Regions from separate parts of the Sus scrofa genome. Here region 2 is linked to region 1. Evidence: chromatin contacts called from public promoter capture Hi-C data. All regions are on one chromosome and are shown on one strand. The core of a region is the stretch at or near the end of the contact, and the rest is flanking DNA. Distances in the headings are between cores, read along the strand shown.

What was found. Promoter capture Hi-C pulls out the DNA fragments that hold promoters and counts their contacts.
Region 2: a promoter capture Hi-C map of fetal skeletal muscle shows a contact between it and region 1, with 12 times the contacts expected there. The contact joins the enhancer-like site here to the promoter of MAD2L1BP in region 1. A contact is called at or near these places in 3 of 5 promoter capture datasets (fetal skeletal muscle and liver), 4 of 47 Hi-C or Micro-C datasets (blood, brain, fibroblasts and 1 more) and 2 of 2 datasets of contacts at active chromatin or transcription factors (alveolar macrophages and skeletal muscle).

What each region holds. Positions count from the first base shown.
Region 1 is chr7:38,611,606-38,616,714 of Sscrofa11.1, forward strand. MAD2L1BP (MAD2L1-binding protein) reads left to right here and starts at 1,744. Exons shown (of 4, transcript XM_001929515.6): 1 at 1,744-1,881. It overlaps GTPBP2 (GTP-binding protein 2), which reads right to left and starts at 1,611. Exons shown (of 12, transcript XM_003128412.6): 1 at 1,382-1,611. The coding sequence starts at 1,567.
Region 2 is chr7:39,084,720-39,089,857 of Sscrofa11.1, forward strand. No RefSeq gene overlaps it. Among named protein-coding and RNA genes, the nearest start is that of TMEM63B, 50 kb to the right of the region's middle. Within about 2 kb of position 1,877, at least 8 of the 83 cell types and tissues checked have an H3K27ac peak or open chromatin away from gene starts, as enhancers often do. A contact at or near this core is called in fetal skeletal muscle and skeletal muscle, where this site is marked.

The sequences.
Region 1 (5,109 bases), core at 494-2,993:
AGCTACAGCTGCCGGCCTACACCACAGTCACTGGAATACCAGATCCAAGCTGTGTCTGCGACCTACACCATAGCTCATGGCAATGCCAGATCCTTAACCCACTGATCGAGGCCAGGGATCCAACCCACATCCTCATAGATCCTAGTAGCGTTCATTAACCGCTGAGCCATGACAGGAACTCCAAGGTGAAAACTTGAATCCACCCCACAATGGCCTTCTCTTCCCTGTATCACGTAACCCAACACGGAAGCATCCTGTTGCCTGAGCTTCCCCCTCTCACGTGCAAAAGGATATACAATTTGCCTGGTCTACCTGTCCTGAATTTCTGCACTCCTCCTCCCTGGACATTTTATTTTTCTTCTCCCCTTCCTGTCATCATTCCATCCCTTTGAAGGCTCTCTGACTCCCAGGCTCTTACAGGGCTTCACCCATAATCTCCATCTCTTGGAATATAATGGAAATCTTTTCACATCAATAAAGACCTTCCTTGTTTATCATTTTGATGGAGGTGAAGAATAAGTACGGGTGGCTTCAGAAAAGTGGTGCAAGGATGATGGTCTAGGATAATGGTTCTCAACACGTGGTCCCAGGACCAACAGCATTCACATCACCTGGGAACTTGTAAGAAATGCCGATTATCAGGGCCACCTTTGACTTACTCAGTTGTAAATTCTAGGGGTAGAGCAGCAATTCAAGTGATTGTGATACATACTAAAGTTTGAATAATCACTTGATGAGGATCTCCCCCTTGGGTTCTCCTTTTCTAAGAGGGATAGAGTAGCAGTTATCCTCTGCCTTAGGGACAGATGGTACGGGTAGGTGGAGGCTGCCACCACTTCCTCATAGGACAGGCAAAGGGCAGGAGGACTAAGCCTAACTGTTTTCTGGTGTGTGTGTGTGTACACACTCAGGGATAGGGACAGAATATATTGCTCTTTGTGTGTGTGTGTGTGTATACACACTCAAGGATAAGGACAGAACACATTGCTCCTTCCTCGGGTACTCCTCTCCTCCCCGTAGAGCAAGTTTAGAAAACTCTAACTCCTCATCCCAGAACGCACTCTCCCTTCTCCTGTTGCAGCACAGGGAAGGGGCCCGGGGATTTTACTCTGCTCTTCCCAAGGGGATCCCCTTTTCCCACTTCTCCTGGAATTACCTACATCAGAGTGAGGAGATTCCCCTCCTCCCCTCTTCCTCCCCGGGGCCTGACACCTGGTGGGGACGGGGTCAATCTCTCTGTCCCTCCTCCCTGGGGTCCTCGAACCGGAAAAGAAGGGGGTCTTGACACCGGAAGGGGGGTACGAATTCTGTCTCGCCTTCCTGGAGTCCCAGGACCGGAAGGAGTGATTTCCTCTCACCCGGCTGCTTCTCAGGTGCTCACCTCGGGGGGCAGGTACGGAGGGTTGTTGGCTTTGCCCCCTCTGTTCCTTCCGTTCTTCTTTTTCCCCTTCGGGCCCCCGCAGCTGCTGCTGCCGCCGGCGCCCCTAGCCTTGAGGGTTCCGCCCACGGCCGGGCCCCCTCCGGGCCGGCAGCAGCCGCCGAACAGCTCGGATACCCGCGAGTCCATCCGCTGCTGCCGCCAGCCCCCCGCCCGGCCCCTCCCCCCGCCACCGCCGCCGCCACCACCTCCGCCACCGCCGCCGCCGCCGCCCCTACTGCCACCGCCGAGTCCGACCAGCCAGGAGGAGAGCGGGGTGGGGCTCTGCACAGGCCACGCCCCCACCCTGCCCTGGCTTCCAGGTCGCGTCAGAAAGAGTCGCGAGGCATCACGGGATATAGAGTCCTCAAGTCTGAGAGCTCCCTGGAAAGAGTTCGCCGCCGCCCTACCACTCCCAGGAGACATCGCGGCGCAAGGGGGCCGCGGGCGGCTTCGGGGAGTAGGTAAGGAGCGCGCCTATGCGCGCAAAGACCTAGGGGAGCTGTAGTCTGGTTCCCAGTCTCAGAGAGCTGAGCGGGTCTTTAATTAGGGCCTGGGGGTCGTGGGCCAGTTACCGGAGCGGAGGGCTTACATCCGAATTAAGCTTTGTGGGCGCTTCAGAGTTTGGCCCTTTGACGCCAGCCTCCACAACAAGTTTTGAACCTGGAGAACGCAGAATTTGGAGCGAGTGGTCTACTGGCTCCGCCCCTTCCTCAGTTTCTCCCTCGACGGCCGGCGTGCCGTCCGGGTGAGTCAGGACTAATGCCAGGGCGGAGGCGGATGGTGGTTAGCCTAATTAAGGCTTTTTTTGTTGCGAAGATTATGCCACCTTTATACAGTAGTCACTGCTTTATTACCAAGCTGGCACCCTCCGGGGGCTGGTTTTAGCAGCCCGAGACACCGCAGTAGCCCCGACGCGAGGCTCGAACCCATAAACAAGCCCCGCTGCCTTAGGGCCACCAGGATGCCCGCAGCGAGTATTACCCCTCCCCTTTGTTTTGAAGCCGAACCAATCCCGGAACACCGATTTTGGTTTTAAAACCGCCAGGGCTGTGGGAGGGGCCTGGCCCCTACTTGGGGCGGGGCTGGGGCTCCGGTTACGTCAACCACTGCGAGGGCGGGGGAGGTTTCCTGGAATAGAAACTTGGCCCAGGGCCCAGGGGATTGCTGACTTGACTTTCTTGCCAAGCTGTCATCTCGCTTGCTCTTTAGGGCTCTTGCAGTCAGCAAAGAGTAAACACATTCGGTGACATAAACCAGTGTACAAAACACTAGAAAGGCGGAGTGGGGAAGCAGTGTTGCTGGGCGGGGAGTCAGGACGCCAGAGTTCAATTCCCAACCCCATGGCTGACTTGTGACTCACCACTCATCCATTGTATGTCCACTTCCCATCTCTTCACAAACAGCGAGATGCTCATATAGAGACCAGAAACGAAACAGCCCTGCCCACCAGCCCTCGGTTTTCCTTGGAAAACTAGAAGCAGCAACAGTGGCTTACCTCTGGTGATCCTTTCAGGGGTTCAGACCTGGTGGAGTCCATGGCTTCCCCCAAGGACCACAAGGAGAAGACAGGCTACTGATCACGTAGTTGCTGTCCACATGGCATAACTCCCCAAATCGGTGATAGCGGAAGGGCCAAAATCTGCAAAAGGGCCGAGCAGACCCAGCCAATTATGTGATCTTATGTGATCGTCAGTGGCTGGAAGCACGTGCGACTTCTCAACCCCCTTAGCTAAGAAGGTTATGCTGCAGAGGTCGACCTTAGAGAGGGGCGAGGGGCACAACTTCTCCAGGGAAACTGCTACTTAGAGGCTGAGACAGAAGAACTCAGTGAGAGATCTCAAAAAGGATGGGGATTGGAAGTGAGAGCCAAAACTATTCCCCCGATATTCTCACCACCAGCAGCTCTGGGCTCTCTTGATAAGCAGGGCCTGGGCTGCACTGGCCTGATACTTGTTCTCTCATCGTCATGAATCCTTCAACCACCCCAACACACACACAGTTTCACTTTATTCTTCTCAATTCCCTTGTCTCCTGAGTGGAAAATTTATTTTAAGAGATGAGGAGGAATAACCCATTCTGATATCCATTCTTAACCTGGCTTACCACAAACAGGAGTGAAGGCCGGAAGGGGAGTAGGCTGACCCGGGATGTCTGCCCAGGAGACCAGATCCTGGGAGATGGAAGGTGGTGTATGTGTTTAGTTTCCTGGAGGGGTTGCTTATGAGGTGCTTATGAGGTGGTTGCCCATGGGGTAAATAATGGACGTCTGCACACAGACATTTTTTCCTGGTCTGTGATTAGTCATTCATTCTTTGTGTAGAGTACCTTTACATACATTTTAAACTCAGACTTAGCAATAGTTTCCTTTACATTTTCTTGGTTGTGTCATGTCCAAGCCAACCTCACTCCTAAATTATGAATTATTATCCACTGTTTTCTTCCAGGAGTTTTGAAGTGTTTGTGGGTTTCTTTTGGCACGTGGAGGTTCCCATGCCAGAGTTTGAACCAGAGCCACAATAGCGACCCAAGCTGCTGTAGTGACAGTGCTGGATCCTTAACCTGCTGTGCTACAAGGGAAATTCATGGTTTATGTTTAGATGTTTGATCAGTTTGGAATGTATCTTTATGTAGGATGTATAATAGGAACTTATTTGATTTTTTTTTTCTAAATGGTAGGGAGTTGTCTCAAGTTACTTTCTTTTAAAAAGTTATCCTCATTATATATACCAATAGCTACATGGGTCTGTTTCTGGACTCTCTTCTGTTTTATTTATTCCTGAGCCAATACCACAGTATTTTTTTTTTTTTTTTTAGGGCCGCATCAGTGGCACATGGATGTTCCTAGGCTAGGGGTCCAATGAGAGCTGTAGCCACTGGCCTATGCCACAGCCACAGGAACCTCAGGTCTGAGCTGCATCTGCAACCTACACCACAGCTCACGGCAGGCAACACTGGATCCTTAACCCACTGAGCCAGGCCAGGGATCGAACCTCGTTCTCATGGATACTAGTCAGGTTGGTTAACCACTGAGCCATGACGGGAACTCCAATACCATAGTATTTTAATCATTGTAGTTTTATGATATATTTTGATCTTTGGTCCTTTCTTTCTGAAACACACCTTTTTCTTGGCCTCCAGCACTTGACACTTGTCTGTTTTTCTTTCTATTTTTCTGGCTACTCCTCATTCTCCTCCACAGATTCTCTTTCTGTTCATCCTCCAGACATTAGTGTCTTCAGTATCTTATTTATTTATTTATGCCTTTTTAGGGCCGCACCTGCAGCATATGAAAGTTCCCAGGCTAGGGGTCAAATCGGGGCTATAGCTGCCTACTTTTTAGGGCTGCACCCATGGCATATGGAGGTTCCCAGACTAGGGATCCAATTGGAGCTGTAGCCACCAGCCTACGCCACAGCCACAGCAACACTGGATCCTTAACCCACTGAGTAAGGCCAGTGATCAAACCCTAGTCCTCATGGATGCTAGTCAGATTCGTTTCCATTGAGCCATGATGGAAACTCTGAGTTGAGTTTTCAATAAGTTGAGTTTGCTGTTCCGTTGGACAGTGAAAAGATATTTAGGAACATCATTAGAAATAGAAATATATGTATTTGATAGTCATCAGCAAGGGGGCAGATAAGATCACCCAGGGAACTTGTATAGAGTAAAAATAAGCTAGGAGGGAGTTC
Region 2 (5,138 bases), core at 627-3,126, 470 kb after region 1:
CCAGTCTCCGGAAGGGGCGTCCTCCTTTTCTCCACCCTGCCGCCCCTTTCCCTCTCTCTGCACCACCTTTACTTCAAGTATGAGCTGAGGGTGACACCTGGTGGCCATATCTATAGCTGCAGGACCCGGAGCAGCGACACCACCAAACCAGAAAGGCCTGAGGTCTATGGGTGAGGAAGCCATTCTTTTGAGCACTTTCCCTGCACCTCCCAACTCCCTCTCAGGACCCAGGAAACCTCCAGGGCAGCCACTACCCACTCCACCTGAGAGCAGGTGGAGCTCTGACGGTTGCATCCGCCTAATGGCTGGGGTGACAGAGGCCTCTGCCCAGACCCTAGCCCCAAGTAAGAGGCAGCAGGACAATGGCTACATTTCTCCCAGTGCTTCTGGGGCCTTATAAGCAGCATCTCCTTCAGTTTTTATCACTAGGGCCTATTATCAGGCACAGCGAGGTTAAGCAACTTGTTTAGGATCACACAGCTCCTAAGTGCCCAAATGATTGAATGAATGGGACAGCTGGCAAGTCTCCGGTGGACAGAGGAGGCCAAGAGGAAGTAGCCATGAGGTTAGAAGTCCCAAGTTCCAACCCAGTCCCCCTCAAGGGCCTTCTGCTGGCTGGTCATAGTCTCCTTGACAGCACCATGGGCCCAGAAACCTCCATGACAGCCGCTACCCATGCCACCTGAGAGCAGCTGGAGCTCTGACAGTTACATCTGCCTAATGGCTGCGATTCTCAAGCTGCTGGACCTGAGAATCACCTGGGCAGAATTGCTGTAAATGCCCATGCTTGCTCCAGCCCTGCTGATGAAATCAAAATCAGTAGCAGTAGGGTGGGGGGTGGGAGTGGGGTTCCCACTGTGGCGCAGCAGAAACCAATCTGACTAGTATCCAAGAGGACTCAGGTTTGATGCCTGGTCTTTCAGTGAGTTAAGGATCCAGCGTTGCAGTGAGCTGTGGTGTAGGTCGCAGATTCGGCTCGGATCCCTCGTTGCTGTGGCTGTGGTGTAGGCCAGCAGCTGCAGCTCTGATTTGATCCCTAGCCTGGAAACCTCCATGTGCTATAGGTGCAGCCCTAAAAAGACAAAAAAAAAAAAAAAAAAAAAAAACAGTAGGAATGGAGCTGAAGGATGGGTATTCTTTAAAATCTTTCTAGGTGATTCTCTATGAAGCCAGGGCTAAGAAGGGGGCTCCTGGGACTTTCTCATCTCTGGACTTCACAGCCCTCTCAAGGTCAGTTCCCCACAGCTCGCCGCTGCCCTGAGGGCTCTCCAGAGAAACCAGCCCTCCCGCCACTAGAATCGCCTGGACATCTTGTCCACCCAGATGCAGCCTCCCCAACCCTCCGGATCCCAGGGAGAGGCCGGGCCACCAGCCCTTCCCAGAAGGGGCCTGGCAGGCTTGAGCCTCCTGAATCTCTGACCCCAGGCCTGGCCTCTGGGGTGGGGGCAGGGAAGGGCACCGGGAGCTTAACCCCAACAGGATGAAGGCGTCATAATTAGTGTCAGGCGCTTGGCTCAGCCTGCGGAAATCCCCGGCTTAGTAGGGATGGAGGGGCTCCGGCCTGGGAAGGGGGTCAGGACAGAAGTGAGGGGGCAGGGGAGCCTAGACACGTGGAGACCCCAGGGTCCTGAGCCCCTAGCCACCTCCTGAGAGGATCAACTAGAAGCTCAACACGGCTCACCCCCACCCCAGGAGCCGCTGACCCGCAGAGAGGAAGGGAAGGACTGACGGACCCCAGAGGCCCTGCTGCTCCCCCAGGCTGGGCTGGGCCAGGATCACCCCTTCCCCAGCCTTTGGCAGGAGGAGGAGGGCACCCATGGGAAAGAGCTACGTGAGCGTTCCCAGGGCAACGCAGGCTTCTCTCCAGCCTGTAATCCTCAGGCCTGGAGAGAGGGATCACTTTCCTCTGTGGAATGTAACACTGAGGGGACAAAATAGGGCAGAGGGACCTGGGGTGGAGGGGGCAGGTGCCAGGGAGTCCACTTTGCCGGGGGTACTTTCCAGCCCCCCAAAAGCCCTCCAAGAGGTGGCAGCTGCAGAGAAGAGGGGTCAGCCCCACCCCCAGCTCACCCCAGGGCATGAGGTCGGCAGCTGGGCTGGAGCTCTCAGCAGACCATCCCCACTCCCAAGAGCTCGCACCCTGGGGGCGCCTGGATGATCTCCTTTGCTCACCATTCATTTGCCGGGGAGGAAACTCATCCTGATTAGAATCAGCTAAGGCCATGCAGTGTCACAACCACACCTAGAAGCCCCAGCTTCCTAGGAGACTTCCCAGAGTGGGCCGGCAAGGACTGAAATACACAGCCATACTTGCGCCAGAGTCCCTCTGCCCCCACAGCAGGGCACCCTTCCCTCCAGGGTCATAGGCTGGGCATGGCAGGCAGAGAGCAGGTGCATACTAGTCACCGCAAGCCTGGGACCAGGGGCCAGCCCAGTGGCTCTCATGTTGAGATTCAACACCACTTTCTCCAGGAAGCCTTCCAGGCTGATCCACAAAGGGCCAGAAGTCCCCCTCCCCCTCCCCAGCCATGACCTACCTCCCCTCCCCAGCCTCACCCCTGGCCCATCACCTAAGTCCTGCATGAGCCTCAGTTCTGCTCACTCTGGGCGCTCCTTGACCCAGGAAACCCTGAGGGCATGACCGTGTAGGCACAGAAAGTACTGTGCCCACCCCAGCACTAGCCACAGGGAGGCTTTGGAGTGAAGGGCTCTGGGAAGGAGGGCAGAAGTCAGCTCGGGTCACCGAACCTGGAAAGAACCTGCAGTGGGGAAGTGACCTCAAACGTCATCCGATCCAGCCCCCAATGACCTCCCAGCTGGGGGGCAGCTTCTGCTCAACACCTGCAGAGATGGAGCTTTCTTTATTCCCCCATTCATCCCTTTGCCCAGCCAGGCTCACACAGCCAGCTTCTACATCTCAGGGGCCGAGGCAACCTGATCCGTTTTCAAGGGCACGTGCTCAGTCCTTAGCAAATGGGGTCAGGGGTCCATCGCCCACTTCCTGGGCTGACACAGCTCTAAGTAGAAGATACTGACCAGCAACCACCACCCGGCCTCTCCCACACACACACCTAAGTTGTGTTTACACAGAGCGAGCACGCTCTGGATTCATTTGTCTCAGCAACCATTGCAGGTGGGGGTGGCCCTTCTTGACAAGTAGAAGCTGAGGCTGAGGGATGACTTTGCAGCGGGAAGAGCGCTGGAGCCAGGACTCAGCCTCAGCAGCCATGCGCCCAGCCCCGGCACTCACTGCACGCACACACATGCACACACACACACACACACACACATGTGCACACACAGCCCTCTACCCCCAGCACTCACTCCATACACACACACACACACCACACACACGCACACACACACGCACGTGCACACACACACACGCACATCTCCACCAGCTGGGGCTTCCTGTGAAAAATGGGCTTTGCCTGGGGGGAAAGAAAATGCAATTTAGGCTCCTAACTATAAAATAACGGCCAAGGCAGGTCAGAGGCCTGCTGGGTCCCAGACACTGTGCTGTTTGTTAAATGCAGGGGATGCAATTGGTGAACCAAGAACTCCCACCACCCCGCCTCCAGGGCCGGGCCGGGGCTGCCCTGGGCTGGCACAGCCGGCGCATGCACGCACGCACACACACACATCCCCCCGGGTGGCGTGAGGCCCTGCACGTCCCAGGAGACAGGGTGTCCCAGCCCCTTCACTACCCTCTGATAAGCCAGCGGCTTCCAGCAGGACAGGCACGTACCCTTCAGGCTGGCCACGTCGGGCATGTGCCGGGCCAGCTGCCAAGGCCCGGGTACCCAGCCCCTCTGGGCCCTAGAGGGTGACCTCCTCCAGGGCTGACTCTGAGCAACCTCAGGTAGGGGGGTGATGCCCTGGAATGCGAGCCCAGAGCCCCCCATCCAAGCCCCTCCTCAGCGTGTGCCTTGGGGCTGGGGCTTAATGAGGAGCCTCAGGCATGTTTTTTGGGCACCTGGCCCCTGGGCAAACGGCAGGGTGATGCAGAAGAGGAGAGGTGGAGAGGGGGAGGGGGCCACTGGGCTCCGATACAAAGCGGGGGACAGAGGGGAAAGTAGGAGGGCCCCTGGGAAAGGTGGAGGTGTCCATGTGAGGTGGAGCTTTGGAATCAAAGAGATGAATGGATGGGGAGGGCTTGGCCCAGGATCACCAACAGGGCACCTGGAATATAGGAGAGACGACACATCAGGGTGCGGGAAGAGGTGGTCAGGAAACAGACCAGAGCAGGCAGAGCTGGGTTGGGCTCCTCGTCCTGCCACTTATAGGCTGGGGGACTTTAGGCAGGTGGCTTGCTCTGTCTGAGCCCCTCTGTATCACCTGCAAAAAGGAGGTGATAATCGTACCCACCAGATTGTGGGAAGGAAATGAGTACGTGGGTGTGAATCACCAGCACAGGGCCCGGCCCACGGCACCTGCTCGCTGCATAGGAGCTATTACGACAAAAGTAGAGAAGGCTCTGTGGTACAAAGCCCGGGGCTGAGAGGAAGGGGGGTTCCAGGGCAGAGAGGCAGCAGAGGGCCTGGGGCCACAACCCCGGCGACCTCTACCCTCGGTGTCCCATCCCCTTGAAGGCTATGGAAGGGCCAAGAAGAGGAGAAGGCGCCCCTGCAGCCATGCTGGTGGCATTCCCGGAGTTCCCAGGGTTCAGGGGACACTTCTCCCACCCCTTCCCTCAACGTTCACACAAGGGCACCGGGGTCCACGAGGAAGAGGGACTTCCTCAAGGCCACTCAGAGAGTGAGGACAGATGGGGTTCCCATTGTGGCTCAGTGGTAATGAACCTGACTGGTATCCATGAAGACGAAGGTTCGATCCCTGGCCTCACTCAGCGGGTTAAGGATCCAGCAGTTGCTGGGAGCAGTTGCTGTGACCTGCAGTGTAGGTCACAGATGCGGCTTGGATCTGGCATTGCTATGGCTATTGTGTAGGCAGTGGCTGCAGCCCCGATTTGACCCCTAGCCTGGGAATTTCCATATGCCTCAGGGGCAGCTGTAAAAAGACCCAAAAAGAGAGAGAGAGAGAACAGAGCAGACCTGCCAACCCCCAGGCCAGCCTTCTCTGTTGGGAAGAAGCAGGCGGGGGCAAAGACCCTTCAGCTCCATGAAATGGAAAAACCT